Regions from separate parts of the Mus musculus genome. Here all the other regions are linked to region 1. The links are chromatin contacts, called in public HiCAR-type, HiChIP or PLAC-seq and promoter capture Hi-C maps. All regions are on one chromosome and are shown on one strand. Each heading gives the region's core, a stretch centred on a gene start, on an enhancer-like site or on the middle of the called end of the contact. The rest is flanking DNA. Distances are from core to core; before and after follow the strand shown.

Region 1 (3,041 bases), core at 325-2,824:
TTTGAAAGAAATTTACCTTTTCGTCATTAAAAGAAAACATTATTGCTTTCATTTTTAGAGCTAAATCTATTACCCTGCTTGGATATGCTGCACTCTTCTGGGCATAGAATTTCATAGCAAGTATCAAAATAATCAAGCTATGAAGTCACATTTATCAAGCCATAATTTCTTATTAACCAGAACTTCTGACTATGTTACTGGCTCATTTTGCACAAACCCAATACACAACAAACAGTGATGGCTAAAAATGATAATTAACATTTAAACGAAAACGACCTTAGGATTTCTGCCTTGGCTTTTTTACTTTATGCACACAGCACAACACCTGGAAACAACTGTGCTGTGGGCACTCTCCTGGAAGTTGCCAGCTGTTTTCCTCTGGTTTAAGACAAGTAAAGGGCACACTTTAAAATCATGTTTCCGGAGAAGGTTGAGGGTAAACAGAGCTGCTACAAACCAGCTTTCAGGAGTGGGAAGTCAGTCAAATTTCCCTCTGGTAACTGTTTCTTTGTGGAGCAACAGGGGATTCATAACACAGTTTGGGAAATGTTTTCTTGTCTCTTCACCCTGAGGCAGGGGGTTCCCAGCCAGGTCAAAATGTAGATCTATGCAATATCAGCAGGGCATTCCAATGGATGTCATGGGAGGTGGAGCCAGTTTCCATGACATTCCATGAGACTGAATACTGCAAGGCTGTGTTGAAAACAATCTCTGTTGGACCAAGTCTTGCCTTCGCTGGGAGTTGTCGCATCCAAGACTTAATTTCAACAGGGTTCAATTTATTGCTTGGAGCTCTGGCAGCATAAAACTGTCTTCTTTGAATGGAAAATTTGACCAACTGCGATGAGGTAAATGAATTTCGAAAGTGGGGGGGGTGTGGGGGAGTGTGGGGGAGTCATACAACTTTTGTTGTTGTTGTTGTTTATTGTAAGGGGAAGAGGGTGTATACTTAGAGCCCCAAGCAGTCCCCAAACCCCAAGTCGCCTAGGATGTAAAAGGCTCTTAACGAGGTAGAGTAGAGAGCTCAAAAGCTTTGTGGAGGAGCCTGGAGACTTTGGATTTGAGAGTTATTGGGCACCGGGGAATCCCTGTCTTGGGTAATAAGGGGTGGCTGGAGAAAAGCCTTCAAAACCACTTCAAAACCACGGCTTGCCCCCGCAATCCCCTGCATGCTCTTCGGGATCGCCAATTTCGAGTACTGGGGCAAGCTGTCGCTACCATATTAGTAGTGGTCACTCGGGGATCCACTACCTTTGGGGCTTCGGCTTGAATAGGTTTTGGGCGGAATAAGCTCGGACCAACTCCGGCTCTGGTCCTCCGGGCGAGTCTTAACACGGCTCCCGGGCGCAGTTCCAGTCCTCGGGAGCCCAGGGGAGCCGCGACCTCCCCGCCTCTGCCGGGTCCCGGAGAGGCAGCGCTTCCCGTAAACTCCCCGCCCCGTGCGGCCCCCTCCCCGCCTCGGCTCCACCCCCGCGGGACCCTGGGAGGCGTAAGATTGGCCCGGACGCGCTGTCACTCTCCGGACGCGTCACCGCCCTCGTTTCCGACCGCTCGGGAGACCGGCAGTGCTATTAGTGCACGGCGGGGCCGCGACGGAGGGCAGTACGGTGCCTGGTTCGCTGGCTCACGCCGGCAGGTCGGTGCGCTCGCTCACCTGAGCCGTGTCCCGGGGCCTCAGAGCCACCCGGCTGTACGCGTGCTACCACCCGCCGGGAAGCGCTCGGAGATGGGCAGCTGGAGAAGTTGACGAACCCCCTACGCACGCGGCGCCCTTGCTGCCCAGAGGTGCGCCGCCCTTGCCACCGAGGTGCCCGCTGTGCTGACCCAGATGTCGCGGGACACCCTGCCTCCGCGGCTGGAAAACTTCACCCCAAGTCCAAAGTGGGCTCTGAGGGTGGTGCCCGCGGCTGGACCCCGGGGTTGCCTGCCGGGATACGGTCCTGCGGATCCCGGGTCCAGGGGAGGGCGGAGACCCCACTGGAAACTTTCTCAGCACCTTCCTAACCACTGCGCTTTTACTGTCTCCTCTCCCCCCAACAGGGGCTGCAGCCAGCGGTTTGCCGCGCGTGCCTGTTTGCCAAAGGAGCCGCCCCGGCGAGGATCGCCGGAGGGGAGCCGCTTCAAGCGGGGAGACCCGCAGCCCAGACACGCGCTCTGGGCGGCCTGGATGCGCAAGAGCCGGCCCCGCAGCCGCTGACAGCCGGCGGCAGCGAAGTTTGGCTGCTGAGCGGCTCGGCGCCGGGCCCCTGGACAGACTGTCAGCCGGCGGCTACAACCTCCGGAGCGATGCCCGTGGGGGGCCTGTTGCCGCTCTTCAGTAGCCCTGGGGGCGGCGGCCTGGGCAGTGGCCTGGGCGGGGGGCTTGGCGGCGGGAGGAAGGGGTCTGGCCCCGCTGCCTTCCGCCTCACCGAGAAGTTCGTGCTGCTGCTGGTGTTCAGCGCCTTCATCACGCTCTGCTTCGGGGCAATCTTCTTCCTGCCTGACTCCTCCAAGCTGCTCAGCGGGGTCCTGTTCCACTCCAACCCTGCCTTGCAGCCGCCGGCGGAGCACAAGCCCGGGCTCGGGGCGCGTGCGGAGGATGCCGCCGAGGGGAGAGTCCGGCACCGCGAGGAAGGCGCGCCTGGGGACCCTGGAGCTGGACTGGAAGACAACTTAGCCAGGATCCGCGAAAACCACGAGCGGGCTCTCAGGGAAGCCAAGGAGACCCTGCAGAAGCTGCCGGAGGAGATCCAAAGAGACATTCTGCTGGAGAAGGAAAAGGTGGCCCAGGACCAGCTGCGTGACAAGGATCTGTTTAGGGGCTTGCCCAAGGTGGACTTCCTGCCCCCCGTCGGGGTAGAGAACCGGGAGCCCGCTGACGCCACCATCCGTGAGAAGAGGGCAAAGATCAAAGAGGTGAGTAAAGCCTGCCTGAAATCCCACTCACGCTGCTGTTTTCTGGGAGGTTTGATAAACGATTGGAACTTAGGACTTCACCTTTATCATGCAAAGGCGAGGGAAGTCATCGCTTCCACCACCGTGCCAAAGGCTACACGTTTTTC
Region 2 (3,041 bases), core at 390-2,889, 2.3 Mb before region 1:
TTTAGGGGACCTTCCCAGGGGCTCCACTCAGCCACCCGACGAGTTTAGGCAGAGAAACCGTGAAAAGGCGACTGGGAGGGCGCGGGGGACTTCAGACTGACAACTTTAATAAAGTCGCCCACTTGCTTTCTGACCGTCGGGCCGCGAGCCTGGCCTCCCCTCCCCCCCTCCGCAGCCAGCCGTCTGGACCGCGAAGCTGGGAGGCTGCGGGAAGCGCGAACGGAGCCCGTGATGATGCTAAGACTGGGCAGGAGGGGCCCGTGCCATCCTCTGCCCTAAAGCTTTCACTTCACAACGACTCGGCCTGGTCTGGTACAGAAAAAAAAGCCCTTCAATACAGACCCACCCTGATACTTCGGTGTGGATTTAGGCCGGTCAAAGTGCTTTACAGAATGTGTTACCAATTAAAAATAAAAGCTTTAAGACGGACCCCCTTCAAGCTGCACGTTAGCATCATTTTTGCTTAGTGCTTTGCACCCTCTGATGGCTCCAATTCAAAACTGTCCTAACAGCTCTGAAGTCACTACAAGTCCGGGCACGCAGGAGGAGTTGGGGGTGGAGAGGGGGCAGCTCTTTCTAAAAGCGCAGCTCTAAAAATCCCTTTTCCCCATTCCTTCTAGGAGCTCGCGTTCTAGCAGTTGATTTTGGAAAAGCAACCTGGCACACACTGTTTCTAAACGCCCGTTCTTCCTCTAACTCTCCGTAAGTCACCACCACCCATTCAAGATTTCTCGCGCCCGGAGTTGCCAGCGTGGAGTATTAAAAAAAAATGCTGGCTGTGCAGGCTAAGAGGTTCATCCCGTAGCATCGCACAGGCTTGCACAAAGTACCCACTGTTGGTCTAAAAACTCTAACCGCAGCACCCTGGTCTACGTATTTAGTGGCTTAGTCCTGAAAAGTCTAAGAGAGAACCACGTGGAAGTCAACTGCTGCCGCAGCGTCTCAACAAAGCACTCTGTTACAAAAGGAGTCTGCAGTTTCAAGGCAGTAGAACAGGCGACCGGATTTTCATAAGAAAAAAAAGAAGCGTGTAGTGTCCAGCACTATAGGAAGCAGGCTAAGCAAAGTTGACTGAGGTGCCCCCCCATCACCCCCACCCCCGCAACACCTTCTCCATTGGCGACTACAGAAAAGTGAAGTTAGGCTCCATAACAAAGAACTAAGTTTAGTAACTTGGTCCTTCCTTCACTCTAGTTGGAAAAAGTTTGAGCCTTTTACCTGTTGCACTCTCAGCGGAACTTTTTAAACAAACCCAAATCAAACTCAGCACGTGGAAATGACAAAGGCACTTTGAAGATCGTCGTTCTACTTACAGTATCCTAAGTCAAAGACGCAACGCATTTACAAAGCATAGAAGAGTTTCCCTTACAGAAAGAGACGCTACTAGGTAAAGTGGGTTTTTCTTTTTTTCAAAACTTACTCTTTCACTTAATGAAAGTGAAGCCGGCACGCCAAAGTGGTGGAACTCCTTGGAGGCTGAAGTCAAAGGAAAAGGAGAGTTCGGGCTCTCAGACCTGTCTGTTTAAAGTTTCAAAGTCTGCTGCTGTTGGGTACTTCCCTCACGCCTTTCCCCCAATGAAAGAAAAGTGCTGATACCTCGTAAAAGCGTTTTTTAACTTGGAGCACAGAGCTTTTAAAAGTTTCAAGCCACTGACTCAACTGGAAGGAGGGGCTAGGAGAAAGGGGAGGGAGGAAGAAAAGGCGGGGAGGAGGTGGAGTGGAGGCTGGCGAGCGTGGAGCTGAGCAGGCAGAAGAAGCAACCTGGTCAAGATAAAGTTGTAGTTTCAATGTGCTGACGAGAAGGGGAAAAAAAGTAAGAAATAGCTCTAGATGTACGTCAGCTACTGCGGGGCTGTGACTCCTCACAGATTAAAAAAAAAAACTGTTGGATGGGTCATTCCTTCAGGAGATGACCACGGGCAGTGAGAAGATGTCCCTTTTAGGTCACATTTCCTAAATAATAATGATAATAATAATAATATTACAATAAATAAAAATGGGGGGGGAGACAAGGTGAACTCGTGCAGACTTGTTCTGGGTTGCCCAAGGTGTGTGAAGCTTGAGGTGGGTGTGAGTGATCTTTCTTATGACCTAATTCTCTTCCTCTTAAACCCGGACAATTAACAAAGGAAAGAGGCGGTGGGCATGGGAAAGGCATTTCACAACCAGACCCGTGGAGTGGGATGTCTACTCTTCAGTTTCTCTGCTGCTTTAGGTAGTTTTCCTTATTCTTTTAATTAACAACAAGAAGATACATGTTCTATACTATGAATAAAAATAATATATCATGTATGTAACTCTTGTCTGAAACGTTGATAGGACCTCAACCCAATCTCCAAGGAAGTGAAGATCCATATCTTAGTCTTTTTTATGCCTACAATTTAACATTTAAATCGGCAGGGAGATGCCAGAATTGTCCCCCTCCTCCTCTTCCTTCTAACCGCTGCAGACCAGAGTTGCCAGACACAGCCTGTCTCAAAACTTCTTTCTCTCTTCCAATCCTGTCCCTCGGAAGCACTTTCAGGGAAGAGATGTGGGCCTGGTGACTGCCTGCCCACAGCTTCATGCCTCTCTCATCATACCTGATGGGGTTTATGAAAGCCTGAGTCATATGACCTCATTCCTAGGGTGGGCAGCTCCTTTGAGGGTTCCCAGATGCCCCCCACGAGGGCTTGTGATAGGGCGATAAACAGGCTTCAGCGGCGCTCCTGGAGTTAGGCCTTTGTATAGGCATCACCTGATGGAGCTGAACGTCTCACACTAATGTAAATAGCAGAACAAAGGATGGCGAAGACTTCCTGGGAAACATTTTCCTGCCGAAGCACCCTCTCACTAGGATGACTAAGGGAGTGCCATTTAAAACCTCACAGTTTAAGACCCCAGCATGTTCTCTTACTTTTGAGGTTCCTTTGTCTTTAACTTAAAGAAGGGAAGTAATGTTACAGATGCAGAAACTATAATCGGACTTTCAAGGCTTTATGTCCAGCAATGAATGTGATAATGTGACATTAGATTTTTTTAAAAAAAGATTTATTTATTTT
Region 3 (3,041 bases), core at 376-2,875, 2.2 Mb before region 1:
AGCCATTAATACATTACCTATATTTCAGCAAACAATTCCTCTCCAAAGATCCTAATGCAAGCAACTGTGTGGATCAATAGGAAATTAAAAGACACCAAAACAGGAGGAAGTTTGCTGGCAGAAGGGTTTCTCCTTACCAAAGTATGACAAAGGGTATAGATAAGAAAAGGGAGATGCAACTCAGTATACACATGTATGAAATTGTCAAATATTAATTAAAAATACAAATTTTAATTTTATACTGAAAAGCAAACAATGACCTTATATTCTGAATAAATATATGGTGCAATTTCTGGAGAGAAATATTTGTTTTCCTAGAAAATTACTGAATCTGGCTAAACTGAGAAGTATATCTGATGAGGATAGAATATACAGCTGGATTTGGGAAGTTTATTGACGTCAAACCATTCATCAGTTGTTTGGCATCAGTAACTATTGGCATCTGAATATTGTGCATTTGTAAGCTCCCATACTATATATGTTGTTTCTTTTTAAACTTCTTACTGATTTATAAAAAAAAATCTTATGTTTCCACAAGTAACACCACCTTTTTTTTCTTTTAAAGAAATGCATTTTTGGATTTGTTTTTGAATTTCATATTTGTACAATGTATTAGATCATACTCACATGTACTCTTCCACTTCCACACTCCCTTCTTTTTAAAACGTTGATCTTAAAAATTATTTTATGTGTATAGTGTTTGCATGCCCGTATGTCTGTGAACCACAGATGAGTAGTGCCACAGAGGTCAGAAGAGGGCATCAGATCTCATGGAACTGGACTTACAGAAGGTTGTGAGTCACCATGTTGGTGCTGGAAATTGAACCTGGGTCCTCAGAAAAAGCAGCCAGTGCTCTTAACTACCAATCCAAACTCCCTAAACAAAACACAGAACTGACTTTTGCTGCCTATATCCTTTTGGATGTTGGGCCATCCTCTGGAGCATGGCCACATCCTTAGAGACCAATGACTCTTTAGATCCCAGAAGGCAGTTATCCATAGCTCTTTTTGCTAGGGATGAGTGTTCAAGGGCTACTTCCAGTCTGTCATGTGGCATTTCCTTAGTAAAATACATAACTACCCTGTAATGAATTGTTAAGTTTCTTTTCTGTTACAGCGTGCTATCCTCATTGGCAGGCAACAGTTGTTACGGTTGCTGTATGAACCTGGTTTTTCCACATTTCAATACCACCCAATCCCCAGTTGATATTTCAGTTTGGCTTCCTTTGCCCTGCTTTTACTAAAGGCCTCTTCTCTTTCGTCCCCTTCCTACTTCCTGCAGATCAAGGTCAGGATCAGTTCCACTCTCCTCCGGGATTAACCCCTCCCCTGGGCGCGTCAGCGAGCTGACGTCAGGCGCAGCCGAGGCGTTTCCCGTTAGGCCCTCCCAGCAGATCCTGAGGTGTTTGTTGTTCCGGTCGGGGGAGGCTTGAGCTCTGCCGGTACCAAGGAACGTCAATCATCCAACGTTAGCCTCAGCAAGTTCTCGGTGGTCTCTAAACCTACAGCCCAGTCTTCCAGCACATCGCCACTCAACCGCGGCCCCGCCCTTGGACTCGCGCTGTGGTTTCCTAGGGAACGACGCTGAGCGTCGGCGGCGATTGGGCTGGGTCGCGCGTGCGCAGTGCGCTTTGTTGGTGGCGACCCCGCGGTGGTTGCGGAGATTTGACTGCTGCAAGGCATGGCCCATTTCTCCAGCGAGGATGAGGTGATGCTGCAGGCGATGCTCCGGCAGCTGTTCCAGAGCGTGAAGGAGAAAATCACCGGAGCTCCCTCCTTGGAGTGCGCAGAGGAGATCCTCTTGCGGCTGGAGGAGACTGACGAAAATTTTCACAAGTAAAATCGAGTTTATAAGTTTTTAAGCAAACAAACCATTGGTCCAGGAAAGCTGAAAATGATTTGGATAGAGATTTATTTGGTATTTTTTTGCTAAAATAGCTGATTGTTGCTTCAGTTTTTTTTCTCTCAATTGTCCCTGTGCTGAATTTATCCTCTTTTTCCAAAGTGATTTTTGTAGAGCCTCATCTGCCTCTGTGTTCTCTTCTGTCACAGCAGCTTAAGAACATCAATTGTAAATTATTCTGTTCTTTAAAGAACAATCTTAACATTTAAGGGAATTCCTTTCACATTATCTAAAAGTAGTGACCCCCACCTCCTACCCCTCCCCGCCCCCAGGTCCTTATTTGTGGTTTTGTTGGTCTGTTACTTTCACTGCCTGTTGTAAGAAGCCACTCAACACTGGAAGGGCCTCCCACACTGAGGCAGGTCTGGGTGCCTGTGTAGGGGTAGGGCGCCTATACAAATGTCCTAGACCTACTGAAAGGGAGCAGGTTGTCCAGCTTTGAGGAGCATGGAGAGAGGAAGTGTTCGGTGCAAACTGAAGGACCTTTTTATAATCAAACTGCTCCTTAAACTTAAAGATCCTTAGGGCTCAACGCGTTTCTTTGGAGTTTGTTCATGTAGTGAATTAGGCCTCTCAGCTTCAAGGTCTTCCTCCAGGCGCACGCACGATTAGTTGTAGCCTTTTACAATCCAGTGTTTGTCTCTCACAGATACTTTTCCTGTGATGTTGCTTTTGACTTGGTCATTCAGGTGCTGGGAATGGAACCCAAGCCTCATGCCTGATAGGAGGCAGTTTCTGTTGCTTTTTATTGACTTTTGGATATCTCGAAGTTCAGTTTCTAGAAATGGGCATTAAGGGACCCTTCAGTCCTTTAATGTTCTCTGTAAAAGGTTATGTTTTACTTGCCGTTTTATGGTGGTGTTCTTTATAATTTGCTCAGATTCTCAAGGGAATTTAAAAAGATGTGCAAAGAGTCACTGTAGGGTTTCTAATTTAATAAGTCAGGATTTTTGAGACCTGCATGCTATGTTGCCCGGCAAGCCCAGGATAACCTGGAAATGACTATTGAACTTAAGTATCCCAAGTGGTGGGAGCATGTATCACCATGGCCCAGCTTGATTTTTTAAATTTATGATTATGCTTATGGTTTCCGTTGTTTTTGCTTATTCCCATATAAAATTGATGCTGATAAGAATGA
Region 4 (3,041 bases), core at 152-2,651, 2.0 Mb before region 1:
TCAATCCTTGTTAGTTTGTCTTCAGAGTCCCTGAAGCCTCTACCTCAGCCTGGCAGCTGTGGACTTCCACAGTTTGGCAAGCTCACTTTTGAGAAATACTGAGGTAAGGATTCTCAAAACTATAGAGTGATTTCTTTTCCCTCCCATATTTATTTTTTCTAGAATTCCTAAAATCACTTCTTTGCTTAGTTTTTTCAAATGGGGTCTGGAAATAATTTGTATCAAGAGTATTGTCACAAAGATATAGTATCTTTAATAGTAATGTCTAATATTTACAGTAATTCTTGTCAGGCATCACCAAGTACTTTAGCTTTAGTCTTGTAAGCCTGAGAGAACTAAAATCCTCCAATGAAACACTGTCTCACCTACAGTTTAAGTAAGTAGTTTATCAAAAAGTCTTTAACTGTTGTCCCATAGCTGGTGAATTCCAGTTTTTCCCAAGTTCACTTGTAATCTCTTCCTATATGTAAACATGTAGTCTAAATCACAAAATCAGTAAGTACCTTAGATGAGAAAGGAAGTACAGATGGCAAAAAAATCTAATGATTATTATAGAGTTTATACTTTACAGAGACAAGCATGCCTGGTACAATTATCTATCATTATTATTACTACTACTACTATTATTGGTTAAGATTTGTTTGTTTATTTATTTCATTCACACCAGAAGAGAGAATCAAATTATATTACAGATGGTTGTGAGCCACCATGTGGTTGCTGGGAACTGAACTCCGGACCTCTGGAAGAGCAGCCAGTGCTCTTAACCACTGAGCCATCTCTCCAGCCCAGCTGGAAAATTCTCCCGTCTACTGTGAAGTTTGAACTGGTATCTTTAACTTCCCTACATTATATCTACTTTTGTTTCCTATTCAGTCTCAGCTGCTTATAGGCTTCTGTGTCTAAGGCTGTATTTTGTGGGGTTTGAGCCCCCCACTATGCTGCATTAATCTTGTGTTGGTTTTGGGTGCTAGATGGGTGTTCTCAGGACTTGCTAAGGGGGTTCTCTAGACCCTAGCTTACTCTTGGTGGCATAGTTCCCTATAGCCAACAATTCCCTTATTGTTCAGTGCTATGAGATGTGGAAATGTGGCAAAATACCTCTAACATATGCCTCTAGAATACCTCTCCAGACACTTTGTCCCATGAGACGTATTTAGAGAACCACAGTCTATGTCTGCTTAGCCCAGAGAGGGCATTGACAACTAATTATGGGATGGAAATCCAGAATCCAGTGCTGGTCAGTGGGGTCAGGGAAGCTCAAAAGCAGCTGCATCTCTGAAAAGCTTACCTCATCAAGGTGGGGATTCAGGAAAACTGCAACCGAACTGCTCGCTGTGGGAATCCTAGCCAACCGTGCAATCCTTTCTCACCCCGCAGTTTTCGACTGCTTTTGAAGCCCAGGAGGAGAGGGGGTGGGGACCTTGAGAATCTTGCTAGTTTCAGTTTTCACCGGATTTGTCTGGTTTACTTCCCGACTCTCTAGCGCCCCCTCCCTCCAGGAGAAGATGTTTCAACTTGGAGGAAATGGCTACAGCCCAACGGGTGGCACTGCCTCCAGAGACTAGGGCCCTCCCACATCAAACATCAATCAAGAGAATGCTTGACAGGCTTGTCCTTTGGCTAATCCGCTGAAGACATTTTCACAATTAGGGGTTTCCTCCTCCAAAATGGCTATAGTTGATACTGAGTTGACGCTAGCCAACACAGCAGCAGGAAGGACAGTGGTCTTCGTAGGCCCTGCTTCCAGCCTTTAAGACCCGAGCCCCCCCACCCCCACCCACCCACCCACACACTTTTTCCCACAGCTCCAGGCTTCTAGGCGATCTGCAGTTCCTGACAGGCAGACTTACTGCGATGCTCTCTCAGATGATGCGTCTACATCCCAAGACGTATTTGAGCTATAAACACTTCCCAGAACTATAACACGAGTATCCTGCATCTACTGAGTGCAAACCTGTTTCATTTAAATCCTTCGTGGTGATCTATTTTTACGTTGCTTCATCCCGTTTAAAGGCTGGTAATACCGAGTTTACAGAGTACTTCATATGTATCCTCTCTGCTGTCTGCTCCCTCGCTTCTTGAAGACAGCGGGGGCAAGAGAGAACCTGTCAGAAATAGAAGTGAATCTTCAATTATTCGGGCACGTTACACTCAGCTATCAAAGAAAGTGGCACTTTTGTAAAATAAGGTTAAACTGACCCAAAGAACACAGTAAATTTTATGAACATATGAATTATATGTGCAGCGTAATCTCTAGTTTATGTGAAATTTTCTCTAGCTACAGAAGAAAAAAATGACTAAGTCTGGCTTATAGATGGTATTATGTGCTACACCTGCAGTTACTGATCTTTTGACCATGGATATCTAAAAGAGGGGATTTTAAAGTACACTGTCTACTTATTTGCTTTGTCTGGAAAGATAAGCATTTAGGTATTGATTTTTATAGCTTTATGGGCCTTGACTGATGAGTAGAAATAACGGCCAGGGGCTCAGGAAACAATCATCAGGAGATTTATTTTAGAAGATGGTTGAACAGAGCACTTCTCACTCTACTAGGAATCAGTGTATAATCAATGAGCACACAGGGGGATCTGATTAAATGAAATGGGTCACAGAACAGAACAAAAACCGTCATGAATCCAGAAAGGAACTGGTAGGGATACAGAAGGGTTGATAGAGAAGAGAGGGAGATAAGAAGGAATATTGGAGAGCTAGCTAGTAATTGCTTTATATCATATGCCCATACGATATTGTCATATAACAAAGTAAATGAAAAATATAAGGAGAAGACCAATAGAAAAGAGTAAATAAAGAGTTCTCTAAGAATAACCCTAGTTTTCTTGATGTCCTCACCTTATTTATTGGTGAGTTTTATGAAGCTGTTTGAAGTGTACCATGTGCTTTGCTGTATTTTACCTCCATACCTTCATATTTCTTCCTCTTCCCTCTCCTTCTAGTTGCCTTCCTTCATTCAGATTGTCTCATTGTCACATGCACACACAGGAAAGGGGGAGGGGGAAGGGGAATCTAAATAGAATCTA

The links. Promoter capture Hi-C pulls out the DNA fragments that hold promoters and counts their contacts. HiCAR-type assays count read pairs that join an accessible place to other places. HiChIP or PLAC-seq counts read pairs in DNA pulled down with a chosen protein or histone mark.
Region 2: a promoter capture Hi-C map of embryonic stem cells shows a contact between it and region 1, with 7 times the contacts expected there. The contact joins the promoter of Gja1 here to the promoter of Man1a in region 1. A contact is called at or near these places in 4 of 39 promoter capture datasets (the 3T3-L1 cell line, cranial neural crest, embryonic stem cells and 1 more) and 4 of 115 datasets of contacts at active chromatin or transcription factors (astrocytes, large pre-B cells, pro-B cells and 1 more).
Region 3: a HiCAR-type map of astrocytes shows a contact between it and region 1, with 8 times the contacts expected there. The contact joins the promoter of Tbc1d32 here to the promoter of Man1a in region 1. A contact is called at or near these places in 7 of 39 promoter capture datasets (the 3T3-L1 cell line, cranial neural crest, embryonic stem cells and 3 more), 3 of 484 Hi-C or Micro-C datasets (LSK cells, cerebral cortex and regulatory T cells), 14 of 115 datasets of contacts at active chromatin or transcription factors (the NIH/3T3 cell line, SST interneurons, astrocytes and 10 more) and 3 of 9 other capture datasets (adipose tissue, embryonic stem cells and liver).
Region 4: a contact with region 1 is called in an H3K4me3 HiChIP or PLAC-seq map of pro-B cells, with 8 times the contacts expected there. The contact joins the promoter of Msl3l2 here to the promoter of Man1a in region 1. A contact is called at or near these places in 12 of 39 promoter capture datasets (the 3T3-L1 cell line, 3T3-L1-derived adipocytes, the C10 cell line and 7 more), 4 of 484 Hi-C or Micro-C datasets (adipose-derived mesenchymal stem cells, cerebral cortex, cumulus cells and 1 more), 11 of 115 datasets of contacts at active chromatin or transcription factors (astrocytes, embryonic forebrain, embryonic hindbrain and 8 more) and 1 of 9 other capture datasets (embryonic stem cells).

What each region holds. Positions count from the first base shown.
Region 1 is chr10:54,074,270-54,077,310 of GRCm38.p6, reverse strand. Man1a (mannosidase 1, alpha) reads left to right here and starts at 1,574. Exons shown (of 13, transcript NM_008548.5): 1 at 1,574-1,785; 2 at 2,041-2,895. The coding sequence starts at 2,287. Gm16998 (predicted gene, 16998) reads right to left here and starts at 1,389. Exons shown (of 3, transcript NR_038016.1): 1 at 458-1,389.
Region 2 is chr10:56,375,898-56,378,938 of GRCm38.p6, reverse strand. Gja1 (gap junction protein, alpha 1) reads right to left here and starts at 1,639. Exons shown (of 2, transcript NM_010288.3): 1 at 1,421-1,639.
Region 3 is chr10:56,227,273-56,230,313 of GRCm38.p6, reverse strand. It overlaps Tbc1d32 (TBC1 domain family, member 32), which reads left to right and starts at 1,625. Exons shown (of 33, transcript NM_001033385.3): 1 at 1,625-1,836. The coding sequence starts at 1,682.
Region 4 is chr10:56,105,277-56,108,317 of GRCm38.p6, reverse strand. Msl3l2 (MSL3 like 2) reads right to left here and starts at 1,401. Exons shown (of 2, transcript NM_001163833.1): 1 at 1,289-1,401. The region is part of intron 22 of Tbc1d32 (TBC1 domain family, member 32); the gene reads left to right.